Regions from separate parts of the Pan troglodytes genome. Here region 2 is linked to region 1. Evidence: chromatin contacts called from public capture Hi-C data. All regions are on one chromosome and are shown on one strand. The core of a region is the stretch at or near the end of the contact, and the rest is flanking DNA. Distances in the headings are between cores, read along the strand shown.

What was found. Capture Hi-C pulls out chosen DNA fragments and counts their contacts.
Region 2: a contact with region 1 is called in a capture Hi-C map of stem cell-derived neural stem cells, with 4 times the contacts expected there. The contact joins two enhancer-like sites. A contact is called at or near these places in 1 of 7 Hi-C or Micro-C datasets (stem cell-derived neural progenitor cells) and 1 of 1 other capture datasets (stem cell-derived neural stem cells).

The regions. Positions count from the first base shown.
Region 1 is chr23:28,918,507-28,923,884 of NHGRI_mPanTro3-v2.0_pri, forward strand. No RefSeq gene overlaps it. Among named protein-coding and RNA genes, the nearest start is that of CRYBB1, 140 kb to the left of the region's middle. Within about 2 kb of position 2,300, at least 11 of the 24 cell types and tissues checked have an H3K27ac peak or open chromatin away from gene starts, as enhancers often do. A contact at or near this core is called in stem cell-derived neural stem cells, where this site is marked.
Region 2 is chr23:29,564,298-29,569,675 of NHGRI_mPanTro3-v2.0_pri, forward strand. No RefSeq gene overlaps it. Among named protein-coding and RNA genes, the nearest start is that of MN1, 400 kb to the right of the region's middle. Within about 2 kb of position 2,349, at least 5 of the 24 cell types and tissues checked have an H3K27ac peak or open chromatin away from gene starts, as enhancers often do. A contact at or near this core is called in stem cell-derived neural stem cells, where this site is marked.

The sequences.
Region 1 (5,378 bases), core at 1,050-3,549:
TCCTTGAGTAACTTCAGGGTGGGCACCTGATCCAGCTGCTGTGGTTCAGGTGCGATTCCTCCACATACATCTACATCATCTTGGGCAAAGGCTCCAGCTTGCTGTGCCTTAGCTTCCTTATCTGTACAGTGGGCACAATAATAGTAACCACTTCCCTGCGTCATTGTGAAAAGTTAATAGTTGAGAAAATATTTAAAGTATTTGGCACGACGTCATATGTTCTCACTCATAAGTGGGAGCTAAGCTATGAGGATGCCGAAGCATAAGGATGACACAATGGAGTTTGGAGACTCAGCGGGAAGGGGTGGGAGGGAGGTGAGGGATAAAAGACTACAAATTGGGCCGGGTGCAGTGGCTCATGCCTGTAATCCCAGCACTTTGGGAGGCCGAGGCAGGTGGATCACGAGGTCAAGAGATTGAGACCATCTGGCTAAGATGGTGAAACCCCGTCTCTACTAAACATACAAAAATTAGCTGGGGGTGGTGGTGCACACCTGCAGTCCCAGGTACTCGGGAGGCTGAGGCAGGAGAATCACTTGAACCCAGGAGGCGGATGTTGTAGTGAGCTGAGATGGTGCCACTGCACTCCAGCCTGGCGACAGTGAGACTCTGTCTCAAAAAAAAAAAAAAAAAAAAAGACTACAAATTGGGTGCAGTGTATACTGCTTGGGTGATGGGTGCATCAAAAGCTCACAGCTCACCACTAAAGAACTTACTCATGTTACCAAACACCACCTGTTCCCCAATAACCTATGGAAATAAAAAGTTTTAAATAATTAAATGTTTGGCACAGTGCATTAGACACAGAGCTCAGTCAGGTTAGCAGTTTGCATTAAACTAAACCAATTTTGTTAGGTGCCTACTAGATGCCAGGGCTATAGCAGGGGAACAGGGCAGAGCCCACCCTCATGGTCTTACCTTCTGGCTTTGCCACACCACATGATATAAGGTATTCTTCTCTGAGCCTTGAGCCATGTCTACATTCACCCATTCCACAAATGTTAGTTGAATGTCTCGTATGTGCCAGGCAGGCCAGGTAAGGAGGACTAATACGCTGCCTCTCCCTGCAGGTAGAAGACAGGTAGAGGCAGGGGTCTGAGATGGAATAGATGAGAGCTCCAAGGAAATGTGTGTTGGGATTACGATTTGGGAAGAAGAGCGTCAGAGAGAACCTTCAGGAGTCATTAGAGAGGGGAGGGTCATCCAGGAGCAGGACACAGAGCATACAAAGGCCTGGAGTCACATTAAACTTAGTGGCTGTTGGACTCCTTTTCTTTCCTAAACTCTGCAAATAGGGTGTGATCAGGGACATGGCAACTTTAACCCTGACCGGCTTTATATTCACTACCTATATCCTCTCACTTAATCTGCACAACAGTCCTGTAGTTATTGTTGTAAACGTGTAGGGATAGAGTCTTGCTTCTCTTATTTTACAGAAGCAGAGAGGTGGAATGCTGTGTCCAAAGGCACCCAGTTATCGGGTTGCCAGGTTTGCAAACACAAGCGCAAAAACACAGCATTCCCAGTTAAAAGTGAATTTCAGATGAATAACGAGTGATTTTTTTAAAAAAGATACATCTATCCCCTAGAGATCTTTGATATACTAAAAAATTATTTGCTACCCAGTTTTTGGTAACCTCACCCCATTTCGTTTCGTTTCCTTCCTTTCTTTCTTTTTTTCTTTAAGATGAAGTCTGGCTGTGTTACCCAGGCTAGAGTGCAGTGGCATAATCTCGGCTCACTGGAACCTCCGCCTCCCGGGTTCAAGCGATTCTCCTGTCTCAGCCTCCCAAGTAGCTGGGATTGCAGGCGCCCGCCACCAAGCCCAGCTAATTTTTGTATTTTAGTAGAGATGAGATTTCACCATGCTGGCCAGGCTGGTCTCGAACTCCTGACCTCAGGTGTGATTCGTCCTCCTTGGCCTCCCAAATTGTTGAGATTACAAGGCGCGAGCCACCGCGCCTGGCCCTCACCCCGTTTCTGAACCTCATTTAGCCTGTTTTTTTTTTTCCTTGAAAATAAAGGTGGTTGTAATTATGATCTGGATTTCTTGAGGGCCTACGACGCACCAGGCTCTGTGCTAAGTGTTCTACACAGAGTATCTTGAGCTTCCCACTAAAGGCAAGTCGCGGGGGGCCCACCTGCGCCCTCTGTGCCCGCCTGGTAGCCCGCAGTTCTGTAAACAGCCACGAGGTGTCGCCCTCGGCCCGTGGTACCCTGGCGGCGGGGGCGGCCGGGCGCGCGCGGCCCATTCATCACCGCGCGGCCGCGGCGCCCAGACAATGTGGGGAGCGGCCCTGGCCCGCGCCCGCGCGGCTGTCTGTACAAAGGATGCGCTGTTAACACGTGTACGGTAATGGGCTCCCTCACGGCCTCCTCCCCGGCCACCCGCTCCCAGCCTGACGGATGGCCCGAGCCATCCATCTACATCATGTCATGGGCGGTGAGCCTCCTCCTCCGTCCAGTCCGTCTGGCCGTCCAGGACCAGCCATGGCCTTGGCCGTGCGCCCTACTTGGGTAACCCCCATTCCCTTCCCCTCTGCGGAAGGAACCTCGTGCGGAGTGAGGCCTACTACGTGCTGGGCCCCAGCTGTGCTGTCTCCTTGATTTTCACGCAAGGCGATGTGGCTTATTAGCCCATCCTGCAGAGGAGGAAACTGAGACTTGGAGCTGGGAAACCTTTATTCTGAGAACACACAGCTCTGGGGTTTGATAGAGTTGGAATTTTTTTTTCTTACAGCTTTGTTGAGACTAGACTTCTCATACCATAGAATTCACACATGTAAAGTATACATTTCAATTTTTTTTTTGTATGTTCACATAGTTCTGCAACCATCACCACAATTCAGTTTTACAGCATTTTAGTAAATTCTCCCAAAGAAATCTATCTGTTAGCAATCCCTCCAGCCCTTGTCAATCATTAATCTACTCTCTATCTGTGTAGATTCTCGACATTTCATACAAACGAAATCATGTAACATGTGGCCTTCTGCGCCTGGCCTATTTCACTTAGTATAAGTTCAAGGTTCACCCATGTTGCAATGTGCATTAGTACTTCATTCCTTTTTATTGCAGAATAATATTCCATTGTATGGATATACCACATTTTATTGATTCATTTGCTCATTGTTTCCACTTTTTGGCTACTATGAATAATGCTGTGAAAAGGTTTTATGTGGATAGATATTTTCAATTTCCTTGCAGTGAAATTGCCAGATCGTATGGTAACATGGTATTTAACTGCTCAAATATCTGCCAGACTGTTTTCAGAGTGGCTGTACCATTTTACATTCCCACCAGCAGTGTATGAGGATTTGGGTTTCTCTGCATGCTTGCCAACATTTGCTACTATCTGCCTTTTTGATTCTAGCCACCCTAGGGGGTAGGAAGTGTATCTCATCGTGGTTTCGAGTTGCACTTCCCTGATGACCAAGGATGTCAGACATCTTTTAATTTGCTTACTGGCCATTCGTACATCTTCTTTGGAGAGAAATACTTATTCATATCCTTTGCTCATTTTTTAAAAAATGGGTTGATTGGCCAGGCACAGTGGCTCACGCCTGTAATCCCAGCACTTTGGGAGGCCAAGGTGGGCGGATCACCTGAGGTCAGGAGTTCAAGACCAGCCTAGGCAACACGGTGAAACCCCATCTCTACTAAAAATACAAAAATTAGCTGGGAACGGTGGGACATGCCTGTAATCCTAGCTACTTGGGAGGCTGAGGCAGGAGAATCACATGAGCCCTGGAGGTGGAGGTTGCAGTAAGCCAGGATTGCGCCATTGCACTCCAGCCTGGGCGACAGAGTGAGATTCCGTATCAAGAAAAAAAAGTTGGGTTGTCTTTTGATTGTTGAATTGTAAGCATTCTTTATATATTCTGGATACAAATCCGTTATCTGATATAAGAATTGGGAATATTTTCTCCCGTTCTATGGAGGGTCTTTTTACTATATGGTTTTGTTTGCAGCACAAAAGTTTTAAGTTTTGGTGGAAGTCCAACGCACCCGTGTTTCTCTTTTGGTGCTTGTGTTGCTGGTGTTGTCTTTCAGAACTAAGCTCTGTGGGACTCTAAAATTGGTCCTCTTTTTACTCCACTGAAGTGACAGGTATTTGCTCCCCCATAGGGATTGTGGAAGGAGCTGGTCAGGACTTGGTGGTTGTCTCAGGCTGGTCGGGCATGGAGCTGTGGGGAAGAACAATGACCCTGGAATAAACAATCTGGGTTCCAATCCTGGTTGGGCTATTGCTTTCCTTGGTTCACTGCCACTGAGACTCAGTTTTTTCATCTGTACAATGGAGATAATCGCACCTACCCTTGAGGTGGCTGTGAGATTAAACGAGGGGGTCCGAACACATGGCAGATGCTTGATAAACACAGCTGTGATGACAAAGGCCTGTGAGGTCCCTGAGAAGAGGCCCCAGCTCTCCGCTCTCCCCAGCATGGTGTGAGGCTCTGAACCCAGAACTTACAGTTGTGTTCCTACCCTTGGGATGCAGGTATTGGGATGCGTGGCTAGGAGTCCCTGAGACTCCCTGTGCAAATGAACTTTTTTTCAAGTGTCTTAACTCAAAGCACAGTTTTTCTTTGTCCTGCTGAAAACTGCAAGGGCCTCAGAGTGAAGCAGAAGGGATCACTGGGCTTTCAGGCAGAGGGAGGCAGTGACTCAGGTGGACCCATCGTCTCTGCTGGGTCTCTCCTGGCTCCCACAGCCACTTTATCTGATGTGGATTCTGTGAGGGGGTTCAGAGATGAGTGAAGATCCCAGCTAGGAAAAGGCACCTGGAAAGGAGGTGTTATCACCTTCCTTGGTACTGGTGACGCAACTGAGGCTCAGACAGGTGAAGCCACTTGACCAAGGCCATACACCTCCCCCTTGAAAAGCAATGCAAAAAAGAGCTCCTGGCCTCTGGGCCTGAGGATCTTCAGGCATCATTCTGGGACATGCTGGGGAAAGTGGGTCTTCTCCCCATTGCGATCAGGGCCTCAGGAAAGTCCCTGTCTGCAGTGCACCTGCTCTGCCCCTCGGTGGGGCAGGGGGCTTTGGAGCCATGCAGGCCTGGGCTGAAATCTGGCTACCCACCACTTACTCTCTGAACTTCAGTCTCTTCATCTTTCCAGTGGAGATACTTATTGTTCCTGCCTCCAAGGTGGCTCTGAGGATAAAATAATTGAGCCGGGTACCAGCTTAGTATGGACTTGACCCTTAGTGAGTGCTTTGAAATAAAGACTATTACTATGGTTATTAATAACTGAGACAAGAGCTCTGCAACATAGGTTCACATTGGGATGGCAGAGGCAGTGGGTGGGGTGGTGGTCAGACCGTTCCCCCATCAGGCATGGGCCTCAGAGCTGGAATGTTCAGGGTGTCAGGAAGCT
Region 2 (5,378 bases), core at 1,099-3,598, 650 kb after region 1:
CCTCCCTTAGGCCTCAGCTTTAATACCTCCTCCTTCAGGCTGTCATTCCCTGATTACCTGCCTCCCTCCCTCTTCCCTCTCACTGTTCCCTCTTCATTCCCTTCCAATCTCTTGTAATGCTTCCTAAGTTTGCATTCCGGGGCATTTTTTGTTTGTTTGTTTACTGTATTTCTCCCCACTAAACAGTGAGCTCATGTGATCCATGACTATCTCTATGCCCTTCACCATTGGACCCCCAGGGCTGAGCACAGGGCTTAGCACATACTAGGTGCTCATTAAATATATAGTGAAATAATTTAATGGCAAAAACATGCATTCTCCTTCCTCTCTGAGCCTCACTGTGTTGTGAGGATTAAATGAGTTAATTGCTGTAAAGTGCTTAGAAAGTTCCACCTCGTGTTAATTAAATGAGCTGGCACTGAGCAAATGCCGAGCACATGGCCTGACCCATAGAACATTTTCATTGCTGGTGAATAATTACCATTATTATTATCACTGTCATTGTCATTGTTGGTATTATTTATCCTCTATTCAGCGCAGAGTAGGCACTTAATAAAACTGTGAACTACCGAAGTGATGTAGCCTTGGACCAGCCACAGGGATGGAGGATGTGGCTGCTGGAGGAAGCCTCCAGGCCAGTCTGATGTGGTGAGGATAGCATGGCTCAGAGAGGGGAATGCACTGCCCCAACGTCACCCAGCAAGTCTAAGCGAGATCCAGCCCCAGAAATCTAGGCTTTCCTCTCTACTCATGGCCGCATGCCCTTGGGCATAGCTCTTCCCCTCTGGGCCCTTGTTATATCTGTGTAATGGGCCTGGGGTTGCAGCAGGGATAGGGAGGTTAGACACAGGTCGGACCCCAGCCCCAGCCCCCAAGTTTGCCCTATGGTGACATGGGTGGCCACTTGGTGGCACTGTGGAGTCACCACCGACTGGCGGCCACCCGAGGAGCCCCAGTCCAGTGCAGCTTGGCCAGGAGACCTCAGAGGGTGCTCTGGGCTGACCTCCTTCCAGGTGGGGAAACTGAGGCCCAGAAAGGGGCAGCCATGCCTTTACCAAAGTCATGCAGCTAGTCTAAGAAGACTTTAAAAGGTAGTTTATTGAACACCTACTATGTGCCAAGTTTGCAACTGTATCATCCAGTTTCCACAACAACCCAAAGGCAGGAGATAGTCTTTCCATATTCCAGATGAGGAAACTGAGGCACCAAGAGCTTAAGTGGAAATATGGGAGCAATGACAATCATGACAGTAGTGGTTAATATTGAGTAAGTGCAACACATGTAAACAATGGCAATGAGTCAGGCCAGTCCCACAACAAATCCAAGACTTGGACACCAGTACTGACCCATTTTACAGAGATGGAAACTGAGGCTCAGAAAGATGAAACCATTTGCAGAGATCACACAGCCAGGAAGTATCTGCTGCCAGGACATGTCCCTGCCCAGAGGGAACCAGGCCTAATTCCTATCTACTCTCTCCCCCGCATTCCAGCCTCAGCCTCAGGCAAGCTTGGGCCAGCATAGCCAGACCTAGGCCTCCAGGGATCAGGGAAGGCTCAGCCTCTTCTCAAAACCCACAGCCTGTCTAGACCAGGCTCCTTCCTGTGGGCTGCCATCGGAGGTCTGGGTGACCACTGGAATTTGGGGGCATGAAGGCGTCCCTGCATCTCCCCACATCGCCCAATAGCCCCTGCTCCAGATGTGAGCAAGGGTTGCTGCTGTGAGTCCTGGGATGGTCTCCAGGTCTCTTAAGGAAGAAGAAGCAGAGGAGAGGCGAGGAGGGAGACGTGGGGTGGGGGATACAGAGCAAAAGTGACAGAGAGATCATGAAATAGACGGAGACGCAGCGTAGAGACAATGACAGGAAGAGAACAAGAGAGAGAGCCAGAAAAACAAATTAAATCAAAACCGAACAAAACAGAGAGGGAGCGACAGAGCCAGAAAGAAGGGAGTGAAGAGAGGTGCATATTGAGATGGAGACAGACAGACAGATGACGGGGATACAGACTGAGAGAGAGACAGAGACTGGGAGCCAGGAAATCGCAGAGACAGACAGGGACAAAGCGGCGGGGTGCCACAGAGACAGGGAGAGATGCGAGGAGGGGCAGAAGATGGAGACCTGGGGTGAGACAAGGACCAAGGGGCACGAGAGCAAATTCTGGGGTAGCAGACCAGGAGGTCAGGCAGAGACTCAGCAGAGAAGGAAAGGCCGGAGGAGGCTGAGAAGAGAAAAAATGATCAGAGAGAGAGAAGCAAAGAGGAAGGTGACAACATACAGAGGGCAGAGGAAGGGGAATAGAGGAGGGAGGAAGACCAGACAGTCAGAGGGTGGAGGCCAGGGCACGACGAGGGTAGCGGCGGGATCAGGGGTCCTCCCACCCCGTGGACCCTGACCTGGCCCCTGTCCACTGGGCAGCCAGGGTCTTCCACCCACCACCTGCCTCCATACCCCAGAGCTTTTCCCTCCCAGCAGGGGCCTGGCCAGGGTCCTGGAGGGCAAAGGTCAGGCGGGTGGACTCGCCGGAGCCCCCAGGAAGGCATCTTTCATTTCCGCCTGCTCAGCAGGCTCCAAGCACATCGTTTGCATAAAACAATATTCCTGTGGGGGATGCTAATGCGCCCTGCTATTTTTGCCTCTCCTGGATTGTGGTTTGCATACATTTGCATACCCTGGGAGAATTAAGCAGGAATCATGTAAATGAGCCCACCAGCTTGGAGGCGAAGGGGGACCTGGGCTCCCTGCCTCCCGACAGGCTGTGCTGGCCACATCCTTCCCCTGGGGTCACCCTGGCAGGACAGGTTAACATGGAAGGATCAGCTACATGTCTCTCCCAACCTAAGACTGCTGTCCACTCCAGGTTTGGGGTAGCCAGAGGCAGTTTTCAAAAACCCAGATCTGAGCCTGTCACATCCTTCTTTAAACTTTCCATGGCTTTTGGAATCCTAGGATGGAGGCCAAACTCTCCCTCTCCCCCATAGCCACAAAGACCAACCCCTACCAGCCCCTCTAACCCACACTCTCTTCCTCCCCAGCCTCCACCCACAATGGAACTTCCTCCCCTCAGGGCTCCCCCTCACCACACTTCTGCAAACCACAGGGCCTTTGTACATGCTGTCCCCACTGGCTGCAATGTTTTTCCTTCTTTCTCTTCACTTCCTTACAGCTAACTCATCCTTCAGACTCCAGGCCAAGTACCATTTCCACAGGGACCCCCTTCCTGTCATCTCTGACCTTATCCCTCCATGAAATACCCTGTTAGGTAGCTGGAATTATTATCAATGCAATAACTTCCTTTGTGCCTGACTCCTCCATGAGACTGTGAGAGCCACTGCCCCCGACACAATACCTAGCGGTGCTGCCAGGTGTTCCTGGCCTTAGTTTAGGTTCCCAATTAATATTTGTTACATGAAGGTGGCAGACCCGCAAATTTAGCCTCGAACCTGGAGTCCTCAGGAGCCCAGCCCCCAACTCCAGTGGTACACAAGAAGTTTTTAAAAATATATTAATTGAGAACCTACAGCGTGCCAAGCACTGGGTAAAGTATTTGACATATACTGTCTTGGGGACGCCTCTACATCTCTACAAGGGAGGTGTGGAAATTGTGTGCATGTTACAGAAAGTAGGGGCTCTGGGAAGGAAGGCCACCAGGTTCAGGTCACACAGCATGCCTGTGGCAGAGCTAGCAGTCCACCCCAGATCTGTGTGCCCTAGAGGCCTTAGCCCGATCGCTGCACATTTTCCCCTGACCTTCTGGGTGACACCCACCCAGCACACACCTAAGTGGTCTCATGAAAAGGTTGCATGGATTTACACAAGCACATGCAGACTCACGAGAGAATTTGAGTTCACCAGAGCGCACACAGCTGTTGCCTGGCCTATTCGTAACTACATCATACCCAGTATGGAAGTCTATGCCTCACACCTGTGTGCTCCCATACTGACCTACATAGACTCGTGAGCACACACACACACACACACACACACATACATCCCTCCAGGCCTGCACAGACTTTCACTTAGCCATTCAGCAAACACTTCGTGCAGAACCACGGCATCTAGACTCTATGTCAAGAGCTGGGGGTGTCAGGAAAATGGCATAGATTGACTGGATCTTGCTGGCCATCTTGGGGCTTCCTTTCTGCTGACTTCCCCTGAGGGTGCGTATCTGATCCACACACATTCGAATATCTGTTCACACTGCGCAGGCTCTATTGACACAGGAATGCATAGTTCACAGGGTGCAAAGGCGTGGAGATACACTGTCACACAAGCAAACGCACGGCCTTCTGCAAGCCCACAGGAAGCGACCACAAGGGAGCAGAGGCTGACTGATCCATCACCATCATTTTCAAGGGCAAACAACTCGACCAGGGTAATTCAGGAAGTCATCGTCTGCTACAGACCTAGACAGAGCTTGAGCAGCCACAGAGCTAAAAAGCCCATAAGTTTGACCCAGATAGGCCTAGGCTCTGATTGGCTCCTGCGCTTATAGGGTCACTTTCTTGCTGAGCCTAATTTCCCCTTCTGCAAAATGGGAATAGTAGACATTTTTTTCTTCAAAGGTCTGGGTGTGTTGGTTGCTTCCACTGTATCGGACATATGGTAAGGACCCAATAATAGGCACTCTATAATAATTATTATTATTGTAATTATTATTATATCCCTCCTTCAAGTCTCAGGACTCCTGTGTTCCTGTGCTCTGAGCTGCCCCACTGCTCCATCCCAGAAGTCTGATACTTCCACACTGCCTTCTCCTGAGGCCAGGGTCCTGTGAGCATACAGAGGGTAAGGTTGAGAACATGTTTAAGCCTCATAGCAGGCTGGGCGTGGTGGCTCACACCTGTAATCCCAACATTTTGGGAGGCTGAGGCGGGTGGATCACCTGAGGTCAGGAGTTCGAGACCAGCCTGGCCAACATGGTGAAACCCTGTCTCTACTAAAAATACAAAAATTAGCCAGATGTGGTGGTGCATGCCTGTAGTCCCAGCTACTTGGGAGGCTGAGGCAGGAGAATTGCTTGAGCCTGGGAGGCGGAGGTTGCAGTGAGCCGAGATCACACCATTGCACTCCAGCTTGGGCAACAAAAGCAAAACTCCATCTAAAAAAAAAAAATCTCACAGCAGCTGAGCAACACTTACCCAGAAAATAAAATGCTTTCCTTCCACAAAGTTCTGCCACTGACATCAAAGCTCCCACCTGCTCAACAAACCAATACCAGTTTAATTATTGAGAGCCATTTGTCTGCCAGGGCACCTTTCGGCCAGCCGGGGATTTGCAGAGGGGCCGGTGTGCACCTAGAGCAGACCTCTGGAGATGGAAGAGAAAGGTGTGTGGACCAAGGAGCTGGAGGAGGGAACGATGGGCACCGAGGCAAGAT